3 separate regions of the Mus musculus genome follow, and regions 1 and 3 are each linked to region 2. A link is a contact called in public HiChIP or PLAC-seq data. All regions are on one chromosome and are shown on one strand. The core of a region is the stretch at or near the end of the contact, and the rest is flanking DNA. Distances in the headings are between cores, read along the strand shown. Region 1 has its middle 59 kb from the start of Vps54. Region 2 overlaps Ugp2 (UDP-glucose pyrophosphorylase 2). Region 3 overlaps Peli1 (pellino 1).

Region 1 (3,757 bases), core at 1,011-3,510, 150 kb before region 2:
GGAAAGGCTGCCACCTGCTGTAACACATTAGCAACAAGGGGTTTTCAACAAGGTCATTGAACACTTAAATCCTACATTCAAAATTAATGTGCATACAACCTCACTGCCTGCCGTTCCCTGAGCCGGGAGTAGAAGCAGAAATGTAAACTACAAGCACTGAGTAGAGTTAAACAGAAAGTCACCCATTGAAGGGTACCCACGAGAAACTGTCATCTCCAGAATCAAGGATGTCCTTCACCACTCAGCAGCAGAAGCTCACATTAGCTCATTGTAATCTTAGGTAAATACTGACTGGTTTTCTACTGCCTTAGCCTTTCTAGTTCTGTGTGTCCTTATTCTCTACAGCACTAGCAAGGCTTTGACACATGAGAAGACTGAAAGAGAATACAGGTTGACAACTTGGGAGACAGCAGCTCTAAGCTCGATTCTGGCTCCCTGCAGGAGCACCAGAGTCAGGATCCCAGCACTGGGATAATTTTGTCAAATAAATACTTTTTTTTTGTTTATTTGTAGCCTACCTGCTTGGTGCGGTTAGTATGTCCAAAAGAAGCAAGTTTGCATGGCTGAGAAAAACCAAAGTGAAGGAATTAGGGACATGACACCCTCAAATTTGCTGCTTGGGTGTGTTGATGATCTTAAGATAAAATCTGAAAGTCAGCAGATTCAGGGAATGGCTCTTTCTGAGCTTCCTTATCTGCCCAAGGACAGGTTTTCTAAAAGGAACTCAAGGGGAATAGGTTCCTCTCTGGGAGTTTCTCGTCATCACGGAAACAAGCCGTGTGTACACTACACCTACAGTGTTTGCAGCAGACCACTGTGTGTCTCATCTGTTGGGAGGATCTCCTCATCTGTCCCAGATTGCTAACTTGTCCATCTTCCTTCTGAAAATGGAGTATGAATCTCTCGCCTCCTTTCATTGGCTATCTGATGGTTCGTTCTTTAGCTGACAGCTGTAGCATATATACATTGCAGTGGCTTTTTTTTTTTTTCCTTGCTACTCTGCTTCCGGTCAGATACTTCACAGATGTAGCTATTTTCAGAGAAAAAACTTACCAGGTTTCCTCCAGAGGCTGCCAGATACTGTGCGGGTATTTGACAAAAGTACCATCCATTCTGTTACCCCAAACCCAGAAAGAATAAAACCAGGCAGCAAGGCATTAAAAAAAAAATTCTTGGAAGATAGAGAAAGGTCTTGCTCACACAAAGACAAGAATAAGGTGATGACGCCCAGTAGCCTCATTTCCAGAATCCTGTCTCTTCTCCTCCACTCTCTACCTCCATCCTGGGTCAGTACTGTGGCCTCTGCCACACAACAAGTATAAAGAACAAGAATGTTTCACCTTGGCCTTCAGGCCGTTTGCCACCCCAGCCGCTTCACTCTTTTTTTTTTTTTTTTCTGTTTTTTTTTTTTTTTTTTTCGAGACAGGGTTTCTCTGTGTAGCCCTGGCTGTCCTGGAACTCACTTTGTAGACCAGGCTGGCCTCCAACTCAGAAATCCGCCTGCCTCTGCCTCCCGAGTGCTGGGATTAAAGGCGAGCGCCACCACGCCCGGTTGTCTCTTCACTCTTAACAGCAATTCTAGGAATGTGACAGACTGAGGACCTAGTTAGTGATTTCAGTGTTGGGTAGACATAAGTATGAGTGAACTTGTGTTTATAAATGAATACCAAACTTCAAAAAAAAAATACAATTAAAGCAAAAGTAGGAGGAAATACAAATAACTTCAGAACAAAAATAGCTTTGAAAAGAAAGCCTCAGAGTGGAAGAAGTAGTCTTCTGAATACAAATGATCAGCCCTGAAACATACGTGCAAGTAACATGCAGATTAAGCAGGCTATATTTAGGAATATGTAGCTCAGCATGTGGCACATGCATTTAATCTCAGCACTTGGGAGGCGGAGGCAGTTGGATTGCTGTGAGTTCAAGACCAGCCTGATCTACACAGCAAGTTTCGGGACAACCAGGGCAACATAGTGAGACCCTGTCTCAAAATAAAACAAATAAAAAACAAAAGCAAAAGCCAAACAAAAAGGAGATTAGACACACACACACGGATATAAGGGGGAAATGATGTAATTAAATTATTAAAATTTTAAAAACAAAAGAAAAACTTTTTTTTTAATGCCCTACTGTCTGGTTTTCATCTTTCTGAGTTTGAGGCAACAACATAGCTTTTGAGGCAAATGTATAGCATATGGTAGCCTCTGGGGAAAACCGTGTTAGTCTCATCTCTGAAAACAGCTGTACATTGCTGCCCACTGTCTACCACTTGCAGGTGCAGAGACAGGAAGTAAAGCTAGCCACACAGGCAGCAAGGACAAGGAGGTCTGGGGGTGTAAGGAAAGCTGTCATGAGTTGCATCAATAGCTAAGAAGAAAAATGAACCCTTAAAGGATCTGGCACCATAGGACATCATTCATGTGTGAGTGTGTGTGGGCTTTCTATCTCTACAGTACCTTGTGTGTGGTGAGGGGGTTGGCCTTATATTACAGTGTGTGTGTGTGTGTGTGTGTGTGTGTGTGTGTGTGTGTGTGATTTCTTTCTCTACAGTATAGTGTGTGTGTGTGTGTGTGTGTGTGTGTGTGTGTGTATTTGCATTTTAGCTGTTTGTTTTTGAGAAAGAGTCTGGTTGTACAGTTCAGGCTGACCTCAAACTTGCAATCCTGCCTCCACCTCCCACCCCCTTGGCATTGGGATTGCAGACATGCACTACCATGTGTAGCCATCAATATTTTATTTATCAAAACATTACATAATCACACTGAACACCTAGAATTCTGTCCTTTTTTCATTTCTTGCCTCTGTGATTTTTCACTATATTTCTTTATAGTGTCACAATCTACTTGGCATTTTAATGTCTCAAGTTTTTATTATGTCCAAACTTACCCTGCTGCTAAAGATTGAGTTTGTTGCTGTTCCCTTGAGTTAAGAGTGAATGGATATCTTTGTAGCAAGCACCTTTCTCCTTCAGTAATTTATTATCTATTATAGTGAAAAGCCCATGGTTGCTTTCAACAAATATCTATTAAACAAAACAAGTTATTTATAATCAATTATCAAGAGTGACGCTATAGGTTAAATATTAAAACAATTCTGGTATAAGCAAGCTGAGTATCTCTTGATACAGATCACTACAAAAAGCTTTCTAAGGGGATTTTACTAATGTGCAAGATCAAAAGATAACACAACTTTCCAGTGATAACATTATTTTTAAATCTTGCTAATTAACAAGAGCTCAAGTTGTGGGAAGGTTGTTGAAATGAAAGGTCACGAAAAGTCTGGGTCACTATGGAAAATGTGGGTCATGTGTCTGGTTGTCTTTAAAGTCTACACTTGACTTCTGTTTAATTTTTCTGATTTAAAGGCAGAGTATGTAAGGAGATCAGTTAACCACCCAAAGTTTGACTTTTCAGTTTTAGGCTGAAGAGCAGAAGTAGCTCCCTTCCAAGGTAAGGGTGGGCTAGAGAGGAAGACCATACGCGCTACAGGAGGCAGCTCCTCAGCTGTCTCCAGGAAAGTCTCCAGCTTCACTGGGAGTTCCCTATAGAATCAGGGGCTTTGTCTCAGACTGGCTGAAGCAAACACTCCAGGTAATTTTAGGGCACATTGAGTCGGAAAAACAATGCTTTTATATAGCAAAATTGCTACTGCCAGGAATGAAGCACAAAGCAAAAATTTAAAGCATGAATATGAATATAAAATAGTAAACAGAGGCAGTAAGGTGGTTCAGCTGATAAAAGTGTCACATACCTACCAC
Region 2 (4,105 bases), core at 1,060-3,559:
AACATCTGCTCGTGTTTTGTTTGTGACTTCCATGACAAACTCACAGCGCTTCCCATTGGGTGGGTTCATCAGGTGATTAAGAATATAAAGATCCACTGTGGCACCCAGATTATCTATGTTAGACACAAAAATATACTCTTTGCCTTCTTCTATAAAGGTATCGAGCAAGCCAGAATTGTAGAAACTAGCATAGATATCTCCATGCCCTGGAGGGTACCAAGCTTCAGTATTTTCCCCTGAATAAGACACATCCTTTGCTATAGGAAGTAGAGATTCCTTATTGATCCTCGGGTACCTGTAAAAACAAAACAAGAATGTTATTACACTGGTTCTGTAGCATACCCTAATCCTTCAAGTAAAACAATACACTAAAATTAAATAAGGGCTGGAGAGACAGATCAGTGGTTAGGAGCATGTTCAGTGTCCAGTATCCACATCAAATGGCTCACAAGCTCTGTAAACCCAGTTTCAGGGCGTTTGACACCCTCCCCTAGCTTCCTTGGGCTCCTGCACTAATGTGCACATACCTACACATAGATAATACACAGATACACATAACTAACAAGAAAACAAAATATTTTTAAAATATTAAATAAGTCATCCCTCTGTTTCAGAGGTTGTCCATAGAGATTAGATATTAAATAAAACATCCCTCTATTTCAAAAACTGTCATTATTATTAAACACAACAACCTGTCTTCTAGATAGTCATTCAGGAGAAGGTTCCTGTGGCCATGCAGAAGAGAATACACTTCATATTTTAACATTGTTTTTTACAGCTCTCTAGGAGGAAAGACTCGGTAAGTCAACGGTTTTTAAACCTCTCTGGTGTGGGATGTTTCTTGTGCCTGAGACTCTACCTGAGGAGACCTGCCCACTCTTAGATGCATTTGGGATGCTTCCCTCCATTTTGCATGCATGTCTGTGCATGGGTGAGAGTTGACAAAGTAAAGGGAAGCAGGAAAGAGCTCATACGCACACAGACAGCCTTCTAGGAGTCAGGCAACAAACACTATGATGCTGGAGTGGGGGCAAATTTTAAAATACCAACAAACTAATGATCCAACTTTAGATATACCATTTCCAACAATTTCCAAAAAGTTTCTGTAGGCTGCTGTCTACCCCTAAATAGAAAGCCTGTTCCCCAAGTCACCCGAATTCCTTTCTACTCACTACCCCCCACCCACCCCAGAGTAGATGCTTCTCTCCAAAGCTTACTTAATTTCCACAGAGCTATCTATTCAGGGTGAAGAACCTTCCTCCCATAGGAAAGGCTTTCAGTACTGTGGTTTGCAGGAAGTCATCTACCTAACCAGAGACCTTAACATGCAAAGGCTTTTTATAAACTGTCCTGAAATATTTGGGACTTAGAATAAGATCTCAAGCAGATTCTCTGAGGAGTAGAAATTATAAAACCAAAGTTTATAACCATCACCTATTGATAAGCCTGTATTTAGCTTTAAGGACATCAGTTCTTGCATGACTTGACCTTGGGCTGCAATGAGGAACCATGTTTGCACCAAAGAATGGAACTCCGTGGAGCCACAATCCCACCAGCTAATTATTTTTATTTCTGGTACCTGCTTTGATTGAAGGTGTAGATTTTCACACGACAGTGATTGTACTTCTGGAGTATTTTTTTGGTATCTTCATCCGTGTTAAAAGAATTCATTAAAACGAGAGGAACATCTGTATTATAGGTTTTGTTCAAATGCTAAAGAGGAGAACGACAATCAGGTCATCCAGACTCACATTCTCTGACTTAATACATAAAACCACTCTTGAATGGTTAATCATAAAACGTTTAAAACCTGACCTCTAGTGCTCTCTGGATTTATATTTACATATATATACATACATTTTACATGGCTATGTAGCTAAGCAATTTATCATGAACTCATTCGGTAAACCATGACCCTTTGAAAGAGAGCCACTGTCTTCATTTCATGGCTAACTTAGCTGAGGCGCAGATTCAGTTGCCCAGGGCAATCCCTACTGGAGCTGAGCATGTAGTCAGCAGTCCTCTATGGCCTAAAGGTAGACAAGTGCTGGCTATGCATCTGCTCTTGTCTTCCAGCTCTGTGGAGATGAGGATACAAAGTTACAAAGTCACGGTTTCCTCTTCTCAGGCATTTCAAACTCAGCAGTAGCACTTCAATCTTCTCAGTTTCTCAAAAGAGCTAAGGCAATAAGTCGGAGAAGATGGCGCTTAGCTTTCAGTTTTGGTTTTACTTTATTACTTAGAGCTTATTGCCCATCCTCATGCATAAAATGGGGAGAGCAGTACTTGTGAATTGCTGAGAGGAACAAATGAGTCATTTTGGGGAAGGCACTTAGAAAACCTGGTACACAGTAAATGCTGGATACATGTTAGCTGCCACTGCTGCTATTATGATTGGTAGCTGTCAGCACCACATCAGGCAAAGGAAGAAGACATGCAAAAGACATGGGACCTCTGTCCCATGAGGTCGACAATTGATAACTTTGTCAAAGAAGGAAGCCAAGAACAGTTCTTAGCATCCATGCCGTCCAACCAGACGAGGATGAGAACACCCTCTACAGCCTCTCAAAACGGATTAAGCCAGAAAAGCGCAGGGTCAGGAAGGCTGCAGTACAAAGTATTTACAGAGGGCTGAGCTTCTGCATCTTAAGAATACGTCCTTACAGTGTCCCAACCCCACACACTAACACGGAAACAAAATCGCAATCTGTTAACTAGCACTAGCACTTTATAATGTAAACACTAAATCTACTTTCGTATCTTATGTGAAAGGTTACATGCTACTCACTTCAATTTGCTGAACAGTTAGATCCAAAAAGGTGTTCTCATTTCTTACACCAATCAGACTTTTAGGGCCTTTGCAGCCCATGCTGGTTCCCAAACCACCATTGAGTTTCACTACCACCAACTTGTTCAACACAGAAGATATGTTATCAGGCAAGCCTCTGGCTTTTATCTTTTCATAGGGTTGAATCTGAAAGAAAATATTAAATTAGAGATGGCAACTTCATAGCTTTGCAAGATAAAGCAAATCAATCTCAAGGTTACGTCTATGATCCCTTAAAACTTTTGGTCTCTCAAATATAAAGTCCCAACAAGTCCACACAGGCAGCTTCCCTTGCAGAGTTGTAGCTCAGTGGCTACTTAACTACAGTGGAAGTACAGTGCACAAACACTGGTCTGACTGGTATGAATGTCTAAATCTTGAATTACCTTAAGAAACTATTTCCAATTTTAATCAAAATATCAACTTGGTCAAGTCTACGTAGTTCAGGTGCATTATATTCTACTTCAATTCTGGAGAATAATATATATTAATTATACATTATTTCTCCTACATGGGAGGCAAAAAGCAACATGCACTTGTGTTTGTCGTCTTCAGTTGTAAGATGACCCTTGAGAGGCAAGCGGCACAGGCTTGCAGTCACAATTCTAGGTATGCACAGCACAGCTCCTTCCTCAAAAACGTAAGTGTAGGGTGTCATTTTATAAAACCTTGCACTGGAAAATTATACATCCTCGTTCTAAGAAACGCCCTGAGAAGGGAGCAGTGTGAAGGCTGGAGCTGGGGAAGCCAACCCTACCTCCTGTCTAGCACCCTAAGTCTGTGAGCAGAGTGCCCTAGTCCTGAATTTGTCCTTTAAGCACAGAAACGATGACATTTATAGGAAAGACCCATGTTTTTGCTGTTGTTCAAAGCAGAGTAAGAAATCTTACATCTTAGAGCAAGAATGAAAGCTTTATAAAAGAATTGCAGTATATTTGTGACATTTTTGTTATTTTGCTTTAATAGAATAAGCCCTCAAATGACCTCTTTAGTTCCATTATAGTATAAGACTAAAACATGTAAGCCAGCCACTGGTTACCCTGTGAACATTAGCTATTATCTGTTCTGTTATCTGCTAATGTGTACTCATGTGAGGTCATTTTTGATTAGGAAAGGAAGGACCTGATGGGCTTACCTCTTGTGATCTAGGCCTTGTAGGCCAACATCTCTGTGTCTGACAGACAAACTCATTATATAATTCTTGTTCAGAGATCTTTTTATAAAACGTTATCTGTACCGTTGTTCTTCTAAACTGCCAACTGTAAATGAATATTCTCT
Region 3 (4,024 bases), core at 669-3,168, 230 kb before region 2:
TCACAGAGCTGTCCTCTGGCCTCCACCCATGCACCCTCTCCCAATGTACTGTGCACATACATAATCATAATCATAATGCATGTCTTAAAGTCCAGTCACTTACTTAAGCTTTGTACCTTTTTACAGCAGCAGATTCCAGATGGCCATTCTCTGCTTGTGTGGTGTAAGGTGCCCTAACTTCACATCCCTGCTTCTCTCTCTTCCATCTTTCCAATTCTGTCACTGGCGGTCCTTCATTTTTTAAAAGATTTATTTATTTTATAAGTATATTTTCTTTCTCTCTCTCTCTCTCCCTCTCTCTCTCTCTCTCCCTCTCTCTCTCTTGCACACACACACACACACACACACACACACCATGTAGAAGCCAGAAGAGGGGTGTCCAATCCTCTGGAGTTGTAGACAGTTATAAGCCATATTGTAAGCCCTGGGAACTGAACACAGGTCCTCTACAAGAGCAGCAAGTGCTCTAAACCGCTAAGTTACCTCCCTGGCTCCTCTACTTGCTTCCTTTATGCTCCTTTGCCAGCTTTAGTTGTGCCTGTTGTTGTTGTTGCATACGGTCTTCCACCCAGTCCGCCATTGTTGTGCTGATAAAATAATCTTGAAAGAGGAAAGAGCCAAGAAGTAAAGATACACATATGGCAGTTTCCTGTTTCTGCTTACCTGATAGGGTTTTTAACTTCTTTGTCTTTGTTTGTTTTTTCCCCGTGTGTCAGTTAGACTTGAAACAACTATTTGACCTGAGGGATATTTTTAGGTTAGTGTAGGAAACAAATAGGCATTAATACTACATTCAGGTAGAACTCTATGTTGTTAAAACAACGCTTGATAGCAGGATTCATAGCTAAGTAGAATTTCAAAGGGTATTTTCAACTCTTGGTATTGGTAGTCTTTTCCAAAATTATACAATTGGAGACTTAATTAGCACTATAATAATTGCACATGACCTTAGGGGAGAAATGTCTGGATTTCATTGAGCTATTTTCCATATTCAAGCAGAAGACAGGAGAAAATGGTCTTGTAGAGGTGATGACAGGTGTATACCTTCCTTCCACAAGAATAAAATACAAAGTGATTGGCCTTGATTTTTCCTGCTCGTTTACTGTAGTTTTCTGCATATCACTGGGATTGCTTTTTTGAAGGCTCAATTAAGTTCAGTTTTATTTTTCACATAAGTGGAAACATTAGAAGGTACTTGGTTGGCTCTTCAAAACCTTAATGCTGCATCCCTGATTCCTAGCAGATCCTATCCTTAGTGTTTCAGTTCCTGTGGGGTTATCCCAGATTTAATGAATTGTGACTACTAGAAAGTTTTCCTCATTTCAGGCTATAGTTGACATGGTGAATTTTCTTCAGATTGTTTTCATTACCATTCTGTCTATTTACCATAAAAGGACAAGAACATCCAAATTGTAAGCCTAATTAAGTTTACTACTCATGATAAAATGTGTTACAATATGTGTCTTTGTAAGGTAGTAGCTGTTTTTCATTGGAACCACAACCTTGTCTATGTGTAGACTGAATCCATCAAAACCCTCTTTACATATGCTTTACTGTAATTCTCACATAAAGTAGGATGATTCAGTCTCTGAGCTAGTTCTCACAGTTTAACCGAGAGCTATGACAGATGTTGAGGAGGCTCTTAAACCGTTGAGCATAGGGCATACGCTGACTTCAGTGATCCGAAAATCAAAAAATGTATCACTGACATTCAAAAAGAAAATGTTTCTGCTGAAGTTTCTTAGTTGTGTGTCTTTGAATAAATAAGAGGTTGATTTTCTGGTATATAGATTACCTCTTAAAGAATTTACCTCCTGCCTTGAAAATGGTTTCTAAAAAGGATTTTTTTCAGAGTTTCATAACTACGTAGGCTGTTAATGATTCAGTACGCCCCCCCATTCTCCTCCTACCCCTTATATTGAAAGCTCCTTCATAACATCAAAGTACCCTGAGTCATAATGGTTAAACTCTGAAGAAGAACTGTCATATGGAAAAATTTACCATGTGAAGTGAAATTGTCAGGAAGCAGTTTGAGTCAGAGATTCATTGATCACAGTGATAGATTCTAAAGATTGTGAGCTTCATCTGAATCTTTGAATGTACTCACATGGATCTGTCTTTATTATAGGATTGCAAACCCTGTAATAGTCTAATAAAACCTCCAAAGGTATGTGTTCCCTCCCTCTAAATTTTAATTAGTTTGGTTTTTATCATGTTACATTAAAAAGAACATTTTATTTTGTAAATACATTAGGGAAGAGAGACATTATATTGCTGGGTTAAAATCCCAATCCCTAAAGTTGAGGGACCTAAGAATTCTGATTGGTTTATTTATTTTTGGGCTGTGTTGTATTTCATTTAACCCACCTTAACCTTAGTTTCTTATCTTTACAAAGTCACATGCTCTGTAGTAGTTATTTTCTCCGTGGAACCCCTCATGAAAGCTATAAGTAATTGTTGATCACAAACCAGCTTCAGAAGGCTTTTGGCTTTTTGAGTCTGAATCTTCTCTGTGTTTCCTGGGGTGGTTTTATGATCATCCTGCCTTAACTTCCTGAGTGCTATGTTGGCATAATAGAAGTGCACAGCAGTGCTCAAGCAGACTCCTTTCTTGATACATTTATTATAGTGTGAGCATTTTAGATGAAATTTATTTGTCATCTTCTGGCTTCAAGATTCCATGACTTCAAATAGTTTGCCTATAGGATGTCTTCCTCGTATACTGACTTGCTTCTGTAGAGACAGTCTGTACTATTGTCTCTTCTTTGCATTGATGATTCACCCTTGACATTATGTGAACTTAAGAATCATATTCAGGGATAGCATTTTAATGTTTTATAAAAGTATAATAAAAGATTGAAGAAAATTTACAGGTACACTTCAAATTCCAAAAGGGATAGAAACAAATTAAAATACTTCGCAATAACGTGATTTAAATTCATGTTAAGTTCTAAAGACTCTCTAACATAAATCTCATGTAAATGAAGTTCAGAATAATGCTTGTAGACAAACCATGAAACTTTCTAGCTCTGTGGACTGACTTTTGACATGGTTGTCTTTGTTATCTACTTAGTGGAACCATTACTTCTCAGGTAGGAGATCATTCTTGGTAAATGCGTCTGAGTAGAGCTGAAGTTCTCATTTGTTTACTTAGGATTTTTGAAACATGTTTTTATTATGTAGTATCACAAGTTGGCTTTGAACTCATCTTCTTTTGTCTCAAACGTCCCGCATGTTGAGATTATAGGTGTGCCTTGTACCACAGTGAGCCTGCACCACATGTTACTTAATAAAGCAGATGGTGATTCCAAGGCTGTTTTGATTTGGTGGGAGAAGGGAGCTCTCAAAGGCGCTCCCGTTTCTTTTTTTCCAGTTCTTCTATCACCACTAAAGTATGTTTGGAAGTCATTTCTGGACTCACTCCCCATTTTTCAGTCTACTAGTTCCTTTCATTTGGTCTTTCCCCCAGTCTGGATAATATTAACTGTGGGAAGAAGCTTTGATTCGAGGAAAACTAAATGCAGACCCCTTCTTCACAGGATGAACAGCTCTGTCCTGCTGCCTGGGCAGTTGACTTGCTTTACTTAACCTCTCAACACCTTTCTACCGGCACGGAAAGGGATAAAAATACGCTGTTCAGTCCACACCACAGAGCAAACATGAAGTAAATGTCCAGAAATTAGAAACGATTTTTATTACTCTTATCAGCATCCTGCTCTGATTATTTTTGTCTGATGTCACTGATTCTAGTACCCACATGCTTCTCATGCATCTTCCATATTGCTATCAATTATCTTCCTTTGAATCAAGAAAGTGCTTTGTAAGCATTGGGCATATAGTGAAAGAACAAACTTGAGGCATTTTTTTCTGAATGAAAATCACAAAGTAGGGAGGGAGATATTAAAAGCAATTAAATGTACAGATCAATACAGAGCAAGGTGCTACGAGAACAGCAGAAGGAACCCATGCTCCATTGGATACTAAGATGGAGCTTTCTGAGGAATTTCATCTCTAAGCTGTCAGG

The links. HiChIP or PLAC-seq counts read pairs in DNA pulled down with a chosen protein or histone mark.
Region 1: a contact with region 2 is called in a BATF HiChIP or PLAC-seq map of CD8 T cells, with 8 read pairs. The contact joins two enhancer-like sites. A contact is called at or near these places in 3 of 115 datasets of contacts at active chromatin or transcription factors (CD8 T cells, effector CD8 T cells and embryonic stem cells) and 2 of 9 other capture datasets (adipose tissue and liver).
Region 3: a BATF HiChIP or PLAC-seq map of CD8 T cells shows a contact between it and region 2, with 5 read pairs. The contact joins two enhancer-like sites. A contact is called at or near these places in 3 of 39 promoter capture datasets (the HPC-7 cell line, cranial neural crest and maxillary cranial neural crest), 1 of 484 Hi-C or Micro-C datasets (CD8 T cells), 2 of 115 datasets of contacts at active chromatin or transcription factors (CD8 T cells and effector CD8 T cells) and 1 of 9 other capture datasets (pancreatic islet).

The regions. Positions count from the first base shown.
Region 1 is chr11:21,178,536-21,182,292 of GRCm38.p6, forward strand. No RefSeq gene overlaps it. Among named protein-coding and RNA genes, the nearest start is that of Vps54, 59 kb to the right of the region's middle. Within about 2 kb of position 2,261, at least 71 of the 459 cell types and tissues checked have an H3K27ac peak or open chromatin away from gene starts, as enhancers often do. A contact at or near this core is called in CD8 T cells, where this site is marked.
Region 2 is chr11:21,330,837-21,334,941 of GRCm38.p6, forward strand. Ugp2 (UDP-glucose pyrophosphorylase 2) reads right to left here. Exons shown (of 10, transcript NM_139297.6): 4 at 2,789-2,974; 5 at 1,580-1,713; 6 at 1-295. Among named protein-coding and RNA genes, the nearest start is that of Mir1933, 12 kb to the right of the region's middle. Within about 2 kb of position 2,310, at least 16 of the 459 cell types and tissues checked have an H3K27ac peak or open chromatin away from gene starts, as enhancers often do. A contact at or near this core is called in CD8 T cells, where this site is marked.
Region 3 is chr11:21,100,868-21,104,891 of GRCm38.p6, forward strand. All of the region lies in intron 1 of Peli1 (pellino 1), which reads left to right. Among named protein-coding and RNA genes, the nearest start is that of Peli1, 12 kb to the left of the region's middle. Within about 2 kb of position 1,919, at least 15 of the 459 cell types and tissues checked have an H3K27ac peak or open chromatin away from gene starts, as enhancers often do. A contact at or near this core is called in CD8 T cells, where this site is marked.